2 separate regions of the Rattus norvegicus genome follow, and region 2 is linked to region 1. A link is a contact called in public Hi-C data. All regions are on one chromosome and are shown on one strand. Each heading gives the region's core, a stretch centred on a gene start, on an enhancer-like site or on the middle of the called end of the contact. The rest is flanking DNA. Distances are from core to core; before and after follow the strand shown.

Evidence for each region. Hi-C and Micro-C count contacts between places; a contact is called where the count stands out from the background.
Region 2: a Hi-C map of hepatocytes shows a contact between it and region 1, with 2.8 times the contacts expected there. The contact joins two enhancer-like sites. A contact is called at or near these places in 4 of 12 Hi-C or Micro-C datasets (hepatocytes, kidney and liver).

The regions. Positions count from the first base shown.
Region 1 is chr5:72,805,158-72,810,176 of GRCr8, forward strand. No RefSeq gene overlaps it. Among named protein-coding and RNA genes, the nearest start is that of Slc44a1, 51 kb to the right of the region's middle. Within about 2 kb of position 2,609, at least 11 of the 93 cell types and tissues checked have an H3K27ac peak or open chromatin away from gene starts, as enhancers often do. A contact at or near this core is called in hepatocytes, where this site is marked.
Region 2 is chr5:72,878,215-72,883,233 of GRCr8, forward strand. All of the region lies in intron 1 of Slc44a1 (solute carrier family 44 member 1), which reads left to right. Among named protein-coding and RNA genes, the nearest start is that of Slc44a1, 22 kb to the left of the region's middle. Within about 2 kb of position 2,012, at least 26 of the 93 cell types and tissues checked have an H3K27ac peak or open chromatin away from gene starts, as enhancers often do. A contact at or near this core is called in hepatocytes, where this site is marked.

The DNA.
Region 1 (5,019 bases), core at 1,359-3,858:
TTAACCCAGTGATCTTCCACTGAGGTCCCTCCCTTCCCGCTGTCTTCAGGCCCTGGCTGTCCTGAACTCACTCTGTAGATGAGATTGACCTCTAACTCACAGAGATCTGCCTGCCTCTACCCTGAGTGCTGGGATTAAGGTGTGTACCACCACGAACGGCCGAGGTTCCTTTCTTCAAATGCCTACCAGCGTCCTATTCTTTTTTTTTTTTAATGTATTTTTATGTGAATGGGTGTTTCGCCTACATGTTTGTCTGTGCACCGTGTACATGTTGGGTGCCCACAGGGGCCAAAGAAGGTGTCAGATCCTTTGGGACTGGAGTTACAGAGAGTTGCGTGAGCCATCACGCCGTTGCTGGGAATTGAACTCGGAGTCTCTAGAAGAGCAGCCAGCACTCTTTTTTTTTTTTTTTTTTTTTTTTTTTTTATTAACTTGAGTATTTCTTATATACATTTCGAGTGTTATTCCCTTTCCCGGTTTCCGGCAAACATCCCCCTCCCCCCTCCCCTTCCCTACGGGTGTTCCCCTCCCCATCCTCCTCCCATTACCGCCCTCCCCCCAACAGTCTAGTTCACTGGGGGTTCAGTCTTAGCAGGACCCAGGGCTTCCCCTTCCACTGGTGCTCTTACTAGGATATTCATTGCTACCTATGAGGGTCAGTCCATGTATAGTCTTTAGGTAGTGGCTTAGTCCCTGGAAGCTCTGGTTGCTTGACATTGTTGTACATATGGGGTCTCGAGCCCCTTCAAGCTCTCCCAGTTCTTTCTCTGATTCCTTCAACAGGGGTCCTATTCTCAGTTCAGTGGTTTAGCAGCCAGCACTCTTTTTTTTTTTTTTTTTTTTTGGTTCTTTTTTTTGGAGCTGGGGACCGAACTCAGGGCCTTGAGCAGCCAGCACTCTTAACTGAGCCATCTCTCCAGCCCCAAATATCTCATTCTTTAAGGACTCGCAGTCAATTTTATCATCTGTGATATTTTAATTTTAATTAAATTTTAATTTTTAATGTATCAACTTGCTGGATCCAAACATTTGAGCAAATAATATCCTGGCTGTTCGGTGAGGTTGTTTCTGGGTGTGATTAACAATGAAATCAGTGAACTTTGAGTAAAACAGACTGTGAAGGTCAAGGAAAACAAAACCCTCGCCTTTCAAAGCCAGCACTTGACCCTCAGCTTCGAACTCTGTGTAATATCAACACTCTGGGATTTCCAGCCTGACCTCTATCCTACAGGCTACACAGTGAGATTTTGTCTCAATAGAAGAATGGTCAGAGGGGCTGTTCAGTGAGCTCCTGATAGCACAGACTAAGCCCTGAGCTGATCTCTAATGCAGCACAAAGAAAGAAAGAAAGAAAGAAAGAAAGAAAGAAAGAAAGAAAGAAAGAGAGAGAGAGAGAGAGAGAGGGAGGGAGGGAGGGAGGGAGGGAGGGAGGAAGGAAGGAAGGAAGGAAGGAAGGAAGGAAGGAAGAAAGAAAGAAAGGAAGGAAGGAAGGAAGGAAGGAAGAAGGGAAGGAAGGAAGCCATTTATAAATTGTAAATTTGACTCAAATTCCCATTCTACAATCAGACCAACCATTTCTTGTTTCTTTGTCTCTGTCATGTGGTGACATTGGGGGGTCAATGAGGATGGCATTCAAGAGTGCCTGGCCCCTGCAGCTTGACTTCATGACTATTAGAAGCTGTCAAATGAGCATATGTTGTCCTGGTCCAGCATGAAGCTGGATAAATAAACGTAGTCTCAATAATTCTCCAAAATACAGCTCTTTAGGCCTTGCTAGTCTCTGAGGTGCCGGGTCTATGAAGAAGGAAGGCAGGGCGGTAAAGATGTGGTTGAGCTTGTCTGGCTTATGGAAACCTGTAAGGCTTGTGTAGGGTACATGTAGGTCTATCCTCACCGAGCGCGCACACGGGGCGGAGGTTGTTGAAGATAATTTTCTATGGAGACTGAAACAAACTTTTCCTTCCCCAGGACCTCCTTTCTAGTAGAAGCAATCCATTGGTTCCCTCCAAGCTTCCAGGCATAGGCCCTAGAGCTAACAGGCAGCAGGTTTCTGTACAATGCTTCTGAGCTCCCAGCATGCCTCGGTGCAGAATAAAGTGGGCGTGGAAGGTGCTGGTCTCGGATCGGCGATCCTCCCTGGTGGTCCCCGTTCCTTTTCTTGTCATTCATATGTCTTACTGTGTGCATTAATTTCTCTCTGTTCATAAGAGTTTTGTATGTAGGACCGTTGTGTTGAATGTTTGCTTGATTCCAAAGAGAAGAGACTGCAATACAGGTTGGCATCAGTATTTCCACAACTTCTACTGACTAGATCTCAGAAAAGGTAGTTCACTCACAAGTGCCTGCTTTATCAAAGGCAAACAGCAGAGGGCAGTATGGGTGCTCCTTTCTGGGACACGGATCACTAGAGCCATAGTTGACCAATGGGTTGTTCTGTTTGCTTCTGAGAAGTGAAGGAGGAAGGAGAGCGAATGTGCCTATTTTCTGTTGTTGCACTATATGGCTTGAAAAGACACCCCCTCCCTCCAATAGCTCATAACTATGTAGGTCAGAAGTTCAGGGCTTGCACAATTGCATTCAGTGAACATGCATGGGTGTGGCTGCCTAGAAGGAGTGACCCAGGGCACTGCCATTCCACAGGGTACAGAGACAGGGCTAGCCAACTCAACAGTGCCAGCTACTTCAGTCAAGAAAAACAAAAGGACAGGGTCAGAGTGCTATTGAAGAGTGTAGGAGATCAGCTAAATTGGTATTTTGCTGTGTTTACGAACTCCCCTGAGAGTTCCAGAAATGTGAGCTGAGAGGAAAACTTTATTTGCTTGTGAGGACGCTCTGAGTTCAACCCCCACTACAGGAAGAAAAGGGGGGAGGGGAGAGGAGGAGAGAAGAGGGAAGGGGAGGGAAAGGAGGTAGGGGAAGGAAAGAAGGGAAGGGAAGGAAGGAGAGAGGGAGAGAAGAGGAGACAATTTAATTTTCTGTGACAAAATAGTGGGGCTGGAGAGATAGCTCAGAGGTTAAAATTGACAGCTTTTCCAGAGGTCCTGAGTTCAATTCCCAGCAACCATATGGTGGCTCTGTAATGGGATCCGATGCCCTCTTCTGGTGTGTCTGAAGACAGTGACAGTGTACTCACTCACATAAACATATAAATAAATAAATAGATAGATAGATAGATAAATAGATAAATAAATAAATAAACCTTTAAAAAATAGGTTGTGAAAAAATTTTAAAAACAGTGTTTACACACAGTAAAACTGTTGAATTCATCAGTACAGTAATATTTTCTGGTAATGATTAAACAAAGCGAAACAAACAAAAACTTGTGACACTCAAATTTCTCTACTCTGTTCTGGACCCCTCCAGGCTACTCTTCATTGTCCTGCCTAAGGTGCTCTTGTAGAAAACAAACACCACGGAACTTCGGCGCTTCAGAAGCAGGCGCCCTCCCTCTGCCTTCAACCAAAGCAATTCACCTAAGTGAAATGGGACTTAGTGGACCCATTCCAGCATACAGCCTGAGAAACATGCAGCCCATCTGCCTCATCATAGTCTCTAGCACGCTATATTTTATTTTAAAGAGTAGAGGCAGCTGAAGGTAGGTCTGTGCTCTCTCATCGTGGGAGACATTTTTTAGCAACTCGGTTAGCCAATCTGGAAGCCATACTCCTCTCTTGCCTTATATTTAAGACTATGTGGTTCTGAAGCTCCATGTTGGGGAAGGACTGTGTTTATTGTATGCTTGGCTCCGGGATGTTAGAAGAGTCCACAGGTCTCTCCTGCCTGGTTGGGACCCAGGGTGCCAAGCAGTCACAAGGAGAGCAGCTTGTAAATGGGCTCCTCTGAGAAAAGAAGGAAAAGGTCCTCTTTCCACTGTTCTTGCTAATAGTTCCACTCACAGGCTATGGCTGCTAACCTCCCACAGGAAGTGGATGCTAAATCTGGCAGAGAGTGAAGAAGATATTACAGAGAAAAAAAATCAACCTACTAGAAACTTTGTGGGAAAAGGCTTATTACTTTTGGGTAACTCTGAGACATTTCATTGCCTGCTTGCTTCTGTGCTGCCAGCTGGCTTCCCATGGACCATAAACCCTCCGAACACACTTAGTGTAAAATTGGTGTACGTCTTCACTCATTTAATCTGGTGGCCATAATTGGGACATGACTCTATAAAGACAGTCAGAGTCCCAGGTCACTCACTGATAGCTGCCTATCCCTTCCCTTCCTCTCCATGGGTGGTGGCTGCACCCCTTACCACCCTATCAGACCTGACGTTTTTCCTGCCTCGCCTTTATCTATGTGTTTCTAGTTGGCAACCAAGCCTTCGTAAGCCAGCAGCACAGTCTAGGCCACACGCCAGCTCAGAGCAAACATTTAAAATTCATTAAGTGAATCTAACACTTTCTGCTTTGCTTCCAAATCGCCGTGTTCTCTCAGCTGGATGGGACTGATCTCTCCCTTAATTTAGGTGCTATTTTCTCTAGGTGCTATCCTTTTCAATCCAAGACTAGCCACATGGATAAAGAGGGCAAAGCCCTTTCAAAGACAATGCTGCACTTATGTGTCACAAATCTGTAGAGATCTCATGCTTTTGCTTTTCTGAACCCATTTTGAGAATGTTTATACTTTGAGTCCTTGTTCTCTTATTGCAAACAAATATTTCAGCCCTCTCTGACAAGTGGATTGTCAAAGCATAGGGCTATTTTCTGTATAGATGGCAGTATAAACGTTCAAGTGGCCAATCTTTATCAAGTTGCAGTAGCAGGAACTAATGTTTGTGAAGACATCTTTCCTCAAGGATGTATAGGCTGCCCATTGTTCTGAGCTGTCAAAATGTTATCTTTGGGTCAAGTCAAACCATCAGGAAAAAAAAATTGATTTGGCTTTTGCTAGTTGTATCTGGTGTTTTGACATTAGCCCACAAGGAGGGAAATTGTTTTTTAAGGGTCCATCAAAGTGTTGTTTGAGAGCTTTTTATAGGCACGTCAAAGTTGTCATGAAGAGTTTTCTTGGGAATCACAC
Region 2 (5,019 bases), core at 762-3,261, 72 kb after region 1:
GTGTCTGAGTGATCCATTCATTGCAGCAGGGATCTGTAAGCTTGGAGTCCATAGTTAGTTAATGCCTGGCTCTTTTCCTGCAGTCCCAGAGCTTGGTGGTCACACCATCGTAAGTGTTCTGATAGTCTGCTCACCACTCCACAATTACTGATTGTGTTTTGTCTTTTGTTTTGTTTTCTTCAGGAGCATGTGACTATTTTTGTTGTTCTGAGAAATAAGAAAACCAAACCATTTTTCTGGTTTTGAAAGCTCCCTAAGGACCAGACAGTATTTTTTAAGTCATGTGAAACCCTCAGTCCTGTGGTGTCCCGCTTTGTATTCGTGTCTACATAGCCACCTGACGATGGCTAATTCCCAAAGTTCTGTCTGTATCTAGCTCTGTGGCATCATGCCGAAAGCCATGCTGGAGTAAGAACACCAGCAGTGGGTTAAAGAGTGTCAAGGCAGCGCCTCGGGAAGATCTGCTTCAGCAAACCCTTCATCCCTCGTTAGAGATGCTGACTTCCCTTCTAAGCGGTGTGCGCTTCCTTGGAGTAACTTCTGTCTCGTTTAGCAGTCCCTCGTTCTCTTCTTTCAGCATTGTATTTAAAATTCCCTCAGGATTTTGGCATCATTTTACTCTTCTGATTTTTTTTTTTTTTTTAACTGAGAAAGGACCGTTCTCAGAGCATGGCGGCCTTTTCAGAAAAGCATCTGCTCTCCAGCCTCTCTGCTTTTAATTATGATGTCCTTATTTAGAAGGTTTCTTCATTCTATCCAGTCTTCTGATGAGTCAGCTCATATGCTTTCCTTTCAGGAAGCATTTATCTGTAGTCCACAGCGATCATAGAACCAGCTCTCGTGCCCCGAGTTCAGTACTACACAGCTGTGTTCTGTATGGCATGTTTTGATGCACTTAGTGTTCCCCAAATGCTGTCCTCCGGACACTTCCAGGCTCACCAGATATCCTTTGCTGTGTGCAATGCCGTGTATTTTCTGTGTTCTGTGACCCAGGTAAGGAAATCAAGACACACACAGGCTAAATGCCCTCAGGTCCTGTGGTAGCCTCTTTGTAGTAGGGCTAGGACTGACTAACAGGCTTGCCAAGCTTTAAACGATGCTCTTTGTGCCGTGCCGTGGCATATGCAGAAATTCGCTGTGTGTCCACTTCACATTTTTTTCCCCTAACAACCAGGAAAATTAATTGGTCCATTTTTCTCTGAACATGAGGTCTTTCCTGAGAGATATTCATTCATGGCCCATCAGTCCAGAAGGCATCCTCGTAGGTCCAGGTTGCATGTGCCAATAACTTCAAGTGCTTGAACATAATAGTAGCAATGTTTGTCATTTATGTGTGAGGGAGAATGAAATGGAAGCAAAAGAAGGAAACGACCGAGTCCCGTGGGTCTGTGGAAGAGATGATTGTCTCCACTGGGAGGAGTTAGGATGGTACTGGAAGTCACCATCTTTCTGAGACTTGACAGAAGGATTGACATCAGAAGGAAGATTATACTGAGGGTTTTGACTTTAGAGATTGGAGCTCACATTACTCACTAGTCAAGAAACCCTGGGAATTAGCCAGTGTTTGTGATATTTCCTTATTTGATGGTGCATAACCCTCATGGTTCATTAGAAGACTTAAAAAGTAACAAGCCAACTGCATGCGAGTCCTCTAGCACTGTACCCAGGTCATTAAACACCCAGGAAGTAGGAGTCAACATAATTTTGCTAATGAAGGAGCCCAAGGGAGCTTGAGAGTAGCTATTGAACTTGTGGAAGCTTTAGTCTTTTGGAATTTACCGTGTTGAATAGTGGGCTCTGCCTTGAAAAGCAGATGAGAGCTCGTGGTCAAGTACGTACTTTCTCTTGCAGGATTCAGCTTTCTCTTCTTTAAACAGTGGGGGAGTCATTTTAGTTTGCTCGGCTAGGATTAATTTTATTCCAGCAGATGTGCTGTGTTGTAGGCTGATCTCGGGGAAATTACACAACAGAAGGTAAACTAGAGCAGAGATAAACAGAGGAGTCAGGGCTCTGGCCGACGACACAGTGGATGAGTGAGACCTCTTCAGAGTCCATGTAGGTACTGCAGGAGGTGGGGGTGGAGACAGAACAGGACTGTGAAAGCTTGCATGAGCACAGGTAGCCTCCCATTCTCTCAGCTCCAGACACATCAATACCCAAATTAATTTGTTTAATCAGATTGTAAAATCTTTATACACTCTTTATTAAGTTTGAAAAAACAAAATAGTTAGCAAATAGAGATAACTACTATACACGTTAACTTCCTTTTAGAGCCTAGTATGGGAGCTTCTAGCACTTGGGAGGCTGAGGCAGGAGGATTACCCTGAATTCGAGATCAGCTTTGGCTACATAATGAGTTCCAAGCCACCGTGAGTTAGAGTGAGACCCTGTCTCAAGACAGCAATGCAAAGCCATGTGGTGAAATGGCTCTGTGGGTAGAAACACCTGCTTCACAAAGCTGGCTCAGGACTTTGATCCCAGGATCCCACAGACTCATGAACATTGTCTTCTGACCGGCACACCAAGACTTGGGTGTGCCCATCGCCAGTAATAGTAATAAATTCATTTCAAATGTTTTAATAAAACCCAATGTCTTCCAAATTTACAAGCCCTCCACACCCATTATTCAGTTTAAGACATGGCTTATTCTAACTGAAGGTCTATGCGTTTGTAATTGTTGTTGTAATTTTGAGGTAACTTTCCTGCATTTATGCTCCGATGGGTTTATATTTTGCTGAGCTAGAGAAGTGGAAGGTTTTGTTCTTCAGATATATCTGTTTTTTGGCAGTTCACATATTGAGAAACTCTGTTTCCTGTGTCTGGATTAAAGAATTTTAATGACATTGACTTTTGTGACACTGGCTTTTTCTTTAATGCTTCACCTTCAAGTTTTTATTTTGGCTATAGGGTTAGAACCCTATTTTAACTTTTACTTCCAAATAATTGAATATATACTGAGAAAAAGTTAGCATACGCAGTGTTCCTGTGTGTATCTACCATCCAGCTTCTTACAAACATTGTTGGAGTGTTTACTAAAACTAAGAAATTAACATTGGCATTCTGCCGTTCACACGACTGACCTGGAATTTGCAGAGTAGTCCAAGCTGACCTCATTCAGGATCCTCTTGGCCCTGACTTCCCGAAAGCTAGACTTGCAAGGGCAAGTCACCGTGCAGATGTTTGATTTCCTAATAACAACCAAAACAGATTTGTGACATTATGATTTCGAAACGACTAAATAATCACTTTAGAAAGTAATCTAATAAACCTGCTTTCTACTAAAGCACAAAGTTCAGCTGCTCCCGCTCGCATGCAAAGTCTAGCCTAGTCCCATCTAGGCCTAGTCATAGAACACTGCTTATGAAGTAGTAGCAAAATGCCATTTGGATGAATAACCGTCATCTGCAGCTATAGGGTGGGTTATCAGCCAAGCATACCGTGACTTGCCGTAACATCGGCTTGACCTCATGGGGCATCACCCTCTGGCTTTATCTCTGTCGCTGTGTTTGGGATTATAAGCACACTGTGAAGCCGAGTTCACATCAGATACTTTCGGATAGCACTAAGCTCGTGGTTCATCCTCAGTGTCATGGATATCAACTTGGTGTTGGGCGGTTTTTGCTTTCAGCTCCTGCATTTGTTCATGAAGATCCGAGCACTAGCCACTGTGCTAAGTGCTTGGTAATTCAGGCCTAGCCCCAAGGGTCGTGCCCCAGAGGCAAACACAGGACGATAAAAATGTGACAGTTCTTATAAAAATTAGTGGCCTTTAGAAACCAACTTCTGGGAAAGCTTTGGTTTTTAAATTCTGGGAATCCCCTGGGAATCCCCTGGGCCCCGGGGCTGGCTAACTGTGGGAAGCCCAGTTTCCAGTTGCTTGTTCACATGTCCAGTGGGAATCCAAGCCCTGCTCTGGCCTGGCTCGCCCACCCCCAGCCGCTTCACTGTGGTGTGTTCAGATGTCTTGTCATATCATGGAAGAACAATCTTGTGAGTCATCAGGGGATCGGACAAGTCCAGCCACTCAGAGCCCTTTAATTCCGAGTGTCCTTGATCTGCAGAAACAGCTCCATAAATCTCCTGAGCGAGTTTCCACAACTTAGCTCTGGGTCTGCAGTAAAATGAAGGCCACCTCTGTGCCTCACCTCCTTCCAGATCTTGCTGCGCTTGTGGGGGTTAAGGTGATAGCCTCAAGAGTCACAGGCTTCAGCTGTCAGTTCCTTCATCTCATATAGTGAGCCTGATTCATTCATTCAGTGAGTAGAACGTGAGCATTTTCATGTGCTCAGAACTATTTTACATGATGGGATACATACAACACAGGGTGATCTCCCAGACTAGAAGGACCTATGACTAGGTAAGATCCCGTAGTTTAGCTGACAAAGATCTGTACTGTATAGAGGAAAGTGAGGTTTGAAAGAGGGTGAGAGACTGGAGAGAGAGAGAGAGAGAGAGAGAGAGAGAGAGAGAGAGAGAGTGTGTGTGTGTGTGTGTGTGTGTATCTGTCTGTCTGTCTGTGCATGCATGAGCGTGCATGCACACATTTTACAGAAGGGTGTTCAGGAAAAGCCTCCCTGAAATGAAGAGACTAACTAGGTTGACAGCTGGGAAAGGGAGGACAGTAAGTCAAAGTTGAAGACACAGAACTATGTTTGAGAGAGAGAGAGAGAGAGAGAGGGCAGTAAGAACGCCAGAGTGACTGGACAGCTTGAAGTCAGAGGTATTGGGTACCAGGGACCTAGGATGTTTTACATCCTATAAAAACCTCATCCTTTCATGACTGGACTGCTTTCAGAGGACCCACACTGGGTGTCTACAACCCCCTCTAACTCTAGCTCCAAGGGATCTAAGGTTTCTTCTGGCTTTCACAGGTACCTGTGTGAACCTGGTACATACACATATGAAAATGACTAATTTTTTTAAAGAATGGAATTTTAATGTGTTTGAATTTGTAATGACTATGGGCCTTTTTAACATCCTATCTTATTATCTATGTCTGTCTGTCTGTCTGTCTGTCTG